3 separate regions of the Mus musculus genome follow, and regions 2 and 3 are each linked to region 1. The links are chromatin contacts, called in public promoter capture Hi-C maps. All regions are on one chromosome and are shown on one strand. Each heading gives the region's core, a stretch centred on a gene start, on an enhancer-like site or on the middle of the called end of the contact. The rest is flanking DNA. Distances are from core to core; before and after follow the strand shown. Region 1 holds the start of Cdc34 (cell division cycle 34). Region 2 holds the start of D10Wsu102e (DNA segment, Chr 10, Wayne State University 102, expressed). Region 3 holds the start of Gstt2 (glutathione S-transferase, theta 2).

Region 1 (3,320 bases), core at 746-3,245:
GCTTTATACGGATGAGCAAACTGAGGCTCAGGAACAGGAAGGGTGCTCCCAACCTCTTCCTGGACAGCCCCAAAGTGAAACAGGCTGGGCTGTCCAGACGAAGCTCCTCACAGTTGCCCCCTTACAGAGTCTCCCCATGTCTCAGCCACCCACACCATACAGGAGGCTCCCACGCTGACAGACTTGATTGACATCTTGCCGAGCATCCTAAGCTATCTCAAGAATTATGTGAGTCTAGGAGACTCTACCCACAATCCCTTTACAGATGAGGAACAGGTCAGGTGACCCTGCTCTGAACAGAACTTGTCCTCCTGGCAGTTCCCACTGCCCCTCCCAGCAAATACAGGAGACAAGGTGCTAAGAGCATCCAGATATTTCTTAATTCAGACCACATCCAGGTGGGAGGCAAGGAAGAAGACACACAAACAAATATCTACCATGGCCCTACACTAGGGACCCTAGATTGGCTGGGATTTGTGCATCCACCCGGTCCTCATCTTGTCCCTTTTGGCCCTAGCATGAGATTCTGTGATTCTGCTAGTTATTCTAGCCCCCAGTAAGCAGGATGATCTAACTGTGCTGATGGGGGTACCTATAGCTGGCCACACATTTCCAGTGTTGGAGGCTTCCCAGTGTTCCCTGCTCCCAACCACAAGAACATCTGGTGCATTGAGCGTGAAGCCACCAGAGGGCAGACGACACTATCTAGAAGGAAAAATCAGGCCCCTAAGAAGCCACCTGTTCAGTGGAACCTGAGAAAGGCTGTCAGGGTGGGGCAAACACAGAGCTCTAGGGTCCAGGGCCCAAAGAAGGAACCCAGGGTGTGGCTCCAAGATTCAGGGTGGACCCCCCACTGCCCCCTTGGAATGCATTACATAAAGCCTGGCTAGGGCTAAAGGTGGCTGTTGTCCAAGCAGGCAAGGCTGCCAAGGCCCTATCAGGGCCTCTACTGGAACTGGAGCAGGTGGCTGTCCAGGCTACACGTCCCTTCTCTGGGGACACATCGGCCAGCGGCTGCCCTGGTTCTGTGTTCCAGCGTAGGGGGCAGGGCCTTGGGATACCAGCTAGCAGCTGCCCGTGGTCCTTTATGTCTTGGGACAACCTAAGAACCTTTCCAGGTTTTACCACATGCTGGTAGGGTGAGGAACAACCTGGGAAAATGCTTGCCAGCAGGGGGCTCCAGAGGCTTCTGTGTCTTGGGGTAGGGGGAACTAACCGGAGGGGGGGGGTTGAGAGGGGGACGGGACAAGAAGGAAAACAACTGTCCCCGGAGAGACCCTTTACCAGAAGCATTATGGAAGGGTGGGGACAACAGGGAAAGATCCTTTCCCAGGTACAAGTTTAGTCCAGTGTAGGACAACCTGGGAACACGCTGACCAGCAGCAGGCTCTAGAGGCCCCTGCGTCTCGTGGTGGGGAGTTGCCTGGGCATGCGGCATACATTAGCAGTCCCTGATCCTGTAGCCTGTTGGAGGACAGCTTAGGGAGACCAGTCCCCGGGGTAAGGTCAGCACGTGCCCAACAAAAAAGGGAGGAGCCGCTTTGCACGAGGAGCCTGGGAGAGAGGCAGGCACAAAGAGGAAACTGAGGCTCTGCTCACCTTGAAGTAGCCGCCCTCATAGTAGGTGTTGGGGGGCCCGAAGATGGCCACCTCCCAGTTGTACAGGTCACCCTCGTCCACCAGCGTCACCCGGAAGCCCTCCACCGGCTCCTCCTGCAGCCCCTTCAGTTCCAGCAGCAGCGCCTTCTGCGAGCTTGGCACCAGCGGCCGGGCCATGGCGGTGGCGGCGGCGGCGACGGAGGGGCCCGGGGCCGGGCCGGGCCGCGGGACCGGCGCGAGCTCGCGAGACGGACCGGGTCGCGCGCCGGCAGGGGGAGAGCCGCCGCCTTCCTCCTCTGCACCGCCGCCGCCGCCGCCACCCGGGGACCCCGAAGGCTCCACTCGCTCTGGCGCCGCTGCCCGCCCGGCGCTCGCTTCGGCCCGGCCCGGCCCGCGCCTAACGCGCCTGCGCGCCGCAGCCGCCGGGCCTCGAATGCGCCTGCGCACCGGCTCCCGACCCCGAATGCGCCTGCGTGCCTCCTTCGGGCCCCGAAAGCGCTTGCGTGCCACACCCGGGCCTAGAGTGCGGCTGCGCGCCGCTGCTGCCGGGCCGGAAATGCACCTGCGCGCCACTGCCGGGTCTAGAATGCGCCTGTGCGACGCCTCCACCGGGTCCGGAATGTGTCTGCGCGCCCGCCCGCGGGGCACACCGGGAAGTGTAGTCGTCGTCCCCCGCCCTGCCGCGCAGGCGCCTTGCGTTTCCGAAGCTCCGGAGGCCGCCGTCGCCTCCGGCCGGAAGAGCTCCGCGGATGCCTGTGTGCGGGGTGGCCGGCAGGGCCGGGCTGCGCGCTGCGGAGTGGCAGCTGCGGCTTTGGGGGCCTTTTTTTGTGACGTTCAGGGGGCGTGGTTGTGGGTGGGGAATTGGGCGTGGCTTGTGCGGGAGCGGAGCAGGATCCGCCCCTGTTTCCCAGCATGAAGCGTTAGATGGCCCCATTTGGTCTCTATGGGCTCAGGTAGAAGCGCAGGGAATCAACGACTTGGGGTTTGCAGACGTGGCTTCCAGGAGGTGGAGTCTGAACCCCTTCAGACTGACCTTTGACCACACCCTAGTCTTGCTTAAATCGACCAGAAAGCAGTGGTGAGGCATAACCCAAAAGTTTACAGGATCCGGAACAGACACGCAAAGACCTTGAGGTTGTTCAGCACAGACACCCATAACTCCTTTCTTGGACATTTGGTCATTAGTATTGGTGGTGGCAGCATATTTAAGCTTTGCAGCAGGGTGTGTGTGTGGTGTACCCGTGACCTTTAGGGGTGGGTGGTTCTGTCCCTAGGCTGTACTGGCCACTCACCCTGACTGTGGGCGTTCTGGAGGACTACAGCTGCATCAACACTTGGGGCTGGGAAAGGGCAGCTCCCACCACAGGTGCTCCGACATCCTGTCATGTCGGGGATAGCAGGTAGACCTGTTTGGGGACAGGGAAACGGTGTCAAAGGTGGGGCTGGTTGATATGACCAGGGAAGAGCCCAGGGTCCAATGCCACTTCATGTGTGGCACTACCTTGGCTGTCCTCCCCCTGGGAGCCCTAGACTCTTGGGCTAGAAGTCTTTCTGGTCACGCTCTTTTCCAAGGACTTCCAGAAGTATCTGCCCCTGTTGTGCATGTCACACTGCCCATCTTACACTGTCACCTAGTTGTCAGCACATAGCAAGTAGCTCAGGTTTTCCTGTGTGTCTGAGATGACCACTCCCACAGCCTGCACTTAGGAAGCCCTTGATGT
Region 2 (3,261 bases), core at 593-3,092, 3.7 Mb before region 1:
AACTGGTCCCAGATACCTGAAACCACACACACAAAACAATTCATGGCATAAAACAGCCCTGAGCAACAAGTGCAACTCAGAAATGAGATGAGCCTCTACACCAAAGAACTGTGAGAGCCGGGCCCATCAGCACAGCCTGAAGTCTGAACCACCCCTAACTCTGACAGAGGAGGAGCCAACACTCCTGTCTGTACGTCTATCTCCCCAACCTCTAGTACTGATCTAATAAATACACATTGACAAACAGGGAGGGGGACTAGGCATGGCAGGGCACACTCAAAAGACAGGCAAGTGGATCTCTGTGCTCCAGGCCAGCCAAGGCTATGTCTCAAGCACTAGCTGCTCTTGTTTGATTCCTAGCACCCACATGGGGGCTCAACTGGACTATAATTCCAGTACCAGAGCATTCGACACTTTGTGACCTCTTAAGGCAACAGGGATGCACAACGCACAACTTTAAACAGCACAGTTAGCAAAATGTAGACCTGCAATGAGTCTTTGATTTTAGTTAAGAAATTCAGATATGCTTTAATCCCAACACTTAAGAGGCACAGGCAAGAGTTCGAGGCTTGCCTGATCTACAGAGTAAGTTTCAGAACAATCAGGGCAACACAGAGAATCACTGTCTTGAAACACACACACACACACACACACACACACACAAAAGGTAAGTCAGAAGTCAGAAATAGGGCCCAAAAAGAGGGTTTTATGGACACAGTGCTTGCCTCCCAAATTGGAAGCGCTATTCACTCCCCACATAGTAGGAAGAGAGAATAGCCCCCTCCACATACCAGAGGTACATAATACAGAGAACCAGAAACGGTTATGTAGACTTGGGCAAGTCAGACTGGGCTTTTTTTTTTTTGTAGAATATACTTGCCTAGCTCTCCTACCTAGAAGGTGCTCAATTTAAAAAATTAATTATTCCGAGTTGCACCTTTCCAAACAAACCAACTGCCCAGTCCAAGCAACAAACACTGAAGACTCAAGCCTTTGCCCACTTTTTTTTTTTTTTTTTTTTTTTTTGTATTTTGTTCTTTGTTTATTCGAGACAGGGTTTCTCTGTAGCCCTGGCTGTCCTGGAACTCACTTTGTAGACCAGGCTGGCCTCGAACTCAAAAATACGCCTGCCTCTGCCTCTCCAAATGCTGCCAGGCTGGGCGGTTCCTAATGAACTCTACAAGGACCACCTGGCCTGGACCGGCTTGGCAGGTAGAGGAAAAAAAAAAAAAGAACCACCACCGCCCAGCGCCGGGCTGGCCTAGTCGTACCCCGGACAGACCCCGGCAGCGTCTCGGGCTCCGTGGCATCCCCTCCCAATTAGCGTCCCAGACTCCGCGGTATCTCCGACCTCCGCAGCGTCTCGGACTCTCTCGGTGTCCCATACCCCCGCAGCGTTCCAGGCTCCCCGGCATCCCTAGCCATCGCAGGGTCTCTGGCTCCTCGGCGTCCGCGGCCCCGCAATAACCCGGACCCCCGACTCCCCACAGCGTCTCGAGCTCCTTGGCTTCCCCGGCCCTGCCGCGTCTCGGGCGCCTCAGTGTCCCAGAACCCCGCAGCGTGCCCGGTCCCCGGTAGCATCCCCAACCTCCTGCAGTGTCTCCAGTAGCGTTCCCGGGTCCCGCAGTGTCCCTGACCCAGCAGCGTTCCGTGTCCCTCCAACCCACCCCGCTCTCCACCGTCGCTCACCTCCCGAACCCTCGCTCCCCGCCGTCAGCAGCTCCCTGGACACCGTGACCTGCGAGCAGGCTACAGAAGACGAAGAAACACCAGGACCGGTCCCGCGCTCGCCCTGGAACTCCATGCTTCCAACCCAGCGCCACTGAAAGAAGCCCGGATATAGGAAGGCACGGGGAAGGGGCGGGGTCAAGGCAGCAATTGGCCGAAACTAGGAGGTGGGCGGTGACTTACGGGTGCGTGGCCAGAGCTCGCGCCTAGAGATGAAGTTCAGACCCACGGGAACCGGAAGCGGGGGTGGGGCCGAGGCGGGGTGGAGGATGGGAACAAGGCACCACACTGCGTGGGCGGAGCGCTGCGGATGCACGTGTCAGGCGCCTAGTCTACCCCAGCCCAAGTCTAGCCCTAGTCTCCTCCTTTATTGTTGTTAGAAAAGAATCAACCCGGCTTGGTCAAGCTAAGCAAATGCAAGCATGAAGAAGGTGGTGCGAGGCCTTTGTCGTTATTTCCATTTTTGTTGTTGTTTGGGGAGGTTTCTGTGGTCTTCAGTTTGTAGCAATCCTGCTTTAGTCTTCCAGATGCCATAGAGGTGGGAGCCACCACACCCAGTTTCTTTTCATTTTCTATATTTTATTTTTTGTCATCCTGGCTGGCCCAGGTTGACTTCAAAATCACCATTTTCCAGCTTCCATTTCCGTGTACTTAAATCTACAGCCGCCCATTACCATACTTTGTTGTTTGTTAAAGCCTCACCAAGTTACCCCGGTTGACCTGGTACTCAAAGTCCACCTAGGTCCTAAATAGCCTGGATTTCAGGTCTGGATGACCAGACCCCAGCTTAGTTTACTATTTAACTGTAAACACAAAACCCAGAAGTGTTAAGAATGCTGTTTACGTTGCTATATATACAGCATGCCTTTGGAACACTGTCATGTCAAAATCCTAAAAGGTTGTTCCAGGTGGTAGTTAAAAGGTAGAGCTGTGAGTGAGGCACTGAGTTTGGTCTCCTACAGAAAAACAAATCCTTCATTTCTAAAAAGCTGAAACAAAACCCCTGAATGACAAACCCCATTCCTCCCCTCTTCCTGCCCCTGGGACCCAATGCTCATGGTTTTGTTGAGAACAAGCGAAAGAAACGTATTCCAAGTGCTACCATTTCATTTCCAGACTCCCATTTAATCATAGGGAGAAACTTAATTCACGGTCCCAGTCTCTAGGGAAGCTGGGGACTTCCCTATATCAGAACAGCTTCTGTTGTAAACAGTTGTCTGTGTGAACGCATCTCCTCAGGGACAATGTGTAAGGAGACAGTTATCTGAGTCCAGCCATCTCAGGGACAACTTCTCCATCTTGCTGGCAGGGTCAAGCAAGTTCATGTTCCCAGACCTAGGAACGAACACCTGTCCCAAGTCTACATGTTTTCCTAATTGTCTGTTAACTGGTAGAGAGCAGAGGAATTGCTATTATCTAAATCAAGGTGTGTAAGTTTTAAAAATATATAACTAATTGCCTGGTATGCACTAGTTAACTACATGCAGCTGACCCACTCCTCCCCACCCCCACCCCACCCCACCCCACCCCTGC
Region 3 (3,032 bases), core at 393-2,892, 3.8 Mb after region 1:
AACAAATTAGCTGTTTCCACAGAATGAGGTCAACACGTTTGAAGACTAACTATTCTCTGGCAGTCAGCCATTCCAACTTTTATTCCCACCACTTCAGTAACCACCGTTCGGTGTGATTTGTGAACCTTGGCTTCTCTTCAGTTTTTTTGTTTGTTTTGTGGTGTGGAGGGTTGAATCCAGGGCTAGGTTCACTGATGCTAAACAAATGCTGTGTCATGAAACCAGGTTCTAGCTACTGATTTTCTTTGTCCTGTTTGTCAGATAGGCTCCCCCTAGGTGGCCCAGGGTATAAACTGCCAAACCCCACTGCCATGAGCAACATACTTCCTGTAGCAAGCAAGGTGCCACAACCTAAAAGCTACATAACCCACACAAAACAGACCACCAGCTGGGGTCTGTTCATACACTAGGTTCAAACGCAGGAAACTATGGGCTGTGGGGAGGTGGGGCGGGGGCGGGCATTTCTCATTCAAACTACCACTCACTCTGGCTTTAGGTATCTGACAATCAAGATGAAAACTATTACCAGTCAAAAAGGGAGGGTAGCAAAAAAAAAAAAAAAAAAAAAGGGGTATTTTTGTCAAGATTCAAGGAAGCCCTTTTTTTGGGGGGGGGGAGGGGTTAAGAAGCCGGAAGAGAGGATGAGATGGAAGAGGGGAGTGAGGCAGCCAAACCAGTTCCTTGCCAGTGTGGGAGGGGACTCTCCGGAGAGTAGCGAAGCAGGTACCTGAGTCTGCAGGGTGAAAGCCGGGGGGGGGGGGGGGGGGGTGTTTCGGGGCGGGATTCAGGGGTCCATCCATTCAAGAGCCATATCTGATCCCGTGAGAGAGGATGTCTGACCTAGGGGAAGCACGTGAAATAAACAAGGCCAGGAGACTTCTAGGGGCCAATCACATCAGAGGGCTTGGGTGGGTACAGTCATCTTGGATCACATGCTCTCCCTACCGAATTTGCACGAGCAGAGCCACGTGCGGTGCAGGGCTGCAGAAGAAGCTCCTCTGGGGACAGCTTTGTGTTTTTCAGAATCCTTTTCCTCAAAAAACAACACCAGCTTATTTAGGTAAAAGGGCAATTTGGCTTCAGACGGTTCTGGCGGTGGGAGGGGCGAGGGGAGGGGCCACTTGAGAGAGCTCGGTTTGAGCCTACTGGCTACCACAGCTCCTAGCTATCAACTCACAGGGTAAGACTGGTTCTATGGCAAATGCCTGTAGTCCTAAGCACTTGGAAAATGAAGTCGAATTTGAGGCCAACCTGGACTATATGAGTCCCTGTTTCAAACAAAACAAAACAAAACAAAACAAAAAATAGCCAACCAAATGAATCAAACAAACATAAATTCCCTGGAAAGCCAGGCAGGATAGGTCTCACCTGGGAGTCCCAGACATTCAGGAAACTAAGACAGGAGAATCAATGGAGCAGAAGGGTTTGAGGCCAGCCTGTGCTATAGCAAGACCCCTACCCCTCAATGTCAAAAAAAAAAAAAAAAAAAAAAAAAAAAGAAAGAAAGAAAGAAAGAAAAAAGAAAAAAAGAAAAACGCCCAGGGAAACATTCTGGTGCCCGATATGGCCCACGGGCTATAGCTACTCTAAAAGATTCAGATAAAGCCAGTGATAATGGGCACCTCTTTTCCCCATCGGAAGATGCTACCGTGGAGAGTGTTGGAGGCGGGCGAGAGAGGTGGTCCTGTGACTCCTTCAAGCTTTGCTGCCCAGCCTCACAGATCTGGGGAGGTCCAGTGTTCTTAGACGACCTGTTTTGCACGGGGCAGCTGGACCAACCACAGTTCTTCCTTAAGGCAAAGTTTCTAGCAGCCTGCAACAAGCTTCACCCGTTAAAGAAGGATCAGCGATCAGCCTCTAAGATCCCCTCCTGCAGTAACTGAGAGCTAGGAGCTGAGCGGTCTAGTTCCCCGCAAACGACTACGTCCACAGAACTCTGAGTTGGGTCCACGAAAGCCCAGCTAGGCCATTTCCGCGTCCGGGTGAGACTAAGGTCCTGGGCTGGATTCCTGGCTCCACGGTCCGCTGGAGCAAATCGCATAAGTCAGTCTGAGTGCGCGCGCACCTCAGCCCTGCTTTTGGTATAAAGTCCTCCAAAGCGTCTCCCTCCCCAAGATCAGCAGGTGTCAGCTATCCAGAGGAGGAAATCGTTTGGCTTGGCCAACTGAGGCTGTGCTGGACCCCAGCTTGCTGTTATCGAACGCAGTCGGCACACCATCTTGTGTCGCTACCGGCAATGGGCTTGGAGCTCTACCTGGACCTGCTGTCACAACCCAGCCGCGCTGTCTACATCTTCGCCAAGAAGAATGGCATCCCCTTCCAGACGCGTACCGTGGATATACTCAAAGGTTGGCACATTTACCCCTAGACCATGTCAGTCCTTCACATTCTGCCTGGGTACAATCTCCCCATCATCTGACCCCCCCCACCCCCAGCGCCGTCCACCAAGGAATGCTCTGCTCTCTTTGGAGTGGTCTTAGTCAGTTCAGAGCCCTCTTTAAACGTAACTTCCGCTCTGACAAGAGAGACTTTTTGTCCTGGGACGTGGGGAGAAAAATGAAAGATTCCTACAGTTTCTGCTTTGAAGGCACGCAGTGTTTAGATTCACAAAATTCCGGAGACTTTGCAGGGAAGAGACACATAGCTGAGCCACCTCTGTGCCTCTGGTTCCCGGCCCATCCGGATTTTGGCCGTTTCGACCTTGCTCTGGTTGCAAAGAGAAAGGGGAAAATAGGAATACTGCTTGAGTCCTTGCACGCATTTTCTGGCTTCTTCCTTCCCAGGGCAGCACATGAGCGAGCAATTCTCCCAGGTGAACTGCTTAAACAAAGTTCCTGTACTCAAAGACGGAAGCTTCGTGTTGACCGAAAGGTGCAGCTGTAAATATACCCAGAGCCCTCACTACCTCCTCCGGCTCCCTTTGGCCGCCCCACTTCCGTTGGAGTGGGGTGCGGGGCGGGGCCCTGGCCGACTCCGACCCTAGGCTGTGAGGGGGCCTGGCTAGAGCAGACTCTGTGGGAAGGGGTCCTGGA

What was found. Promoter capture Hi-C pulls out the DNA fragments that hold promoters and counts their contacts.
Region 2: a promoter capture Hi-C map of pre-B cells shows a contact between it and region 1, with 5 times the contacts expected there. The contact joins the promoter of D10Wsu102e here to the promoter of Cdc34 in region 1. A contact is called at or near these places in 2 of 39 promoter capture datasets (liver and pre-B cells).
Region 3: a promoter capture Hi-C map of pre-B cells shows a contact between it and region 1, with 2.4 times the contacts expected there. The contact joins the promoter of Gstt2 here to the promoter of Cdc34 in region 1. A contact is called at or near these places in 1 of 39 promoter capture datasets (pre-B cells) and 1 of 484 Hi-C or Micro-C datasets (B cells).

Annotation. Positions count from the first base shown.
Region 1 is chr10:79,680,870-79,684,189 of GRCm38.p6, reverse strand. It overlaps Cdc34 (cell division cycle 34), which reads right to left and starts at 1,995. Exons shown (of 5, transcript NM_177613.2): 1 at 1,600-1,995. The coding sequence starts at 1,776.
Region 2 is chr10:83,358,802-83,362,062 of GRCm38.p6, reverse strand. It overlaps D10Wsu102e (DNA segment, Chr 10, Wayne State University 102, expressed), which reads right to left and starts at 1,842. Exons shown (of 4, transcript NM_026579.3): 1 at 1,690-1,842; 2 at 1-16. The coding sequence starts at 1,804.
Region 3 is chr10:75,833,491-75,836,522 of GRCm38.p6, reverse strand. Gstt2 (glutathione S-transferase, theta 2) reads left to right here and starts at 1,642. Exons shown (of 5, transcript NM_010361.2): 1 at 1,642-2,348; 2 at 2,784-2,871. The coding sequence starts at 2,237.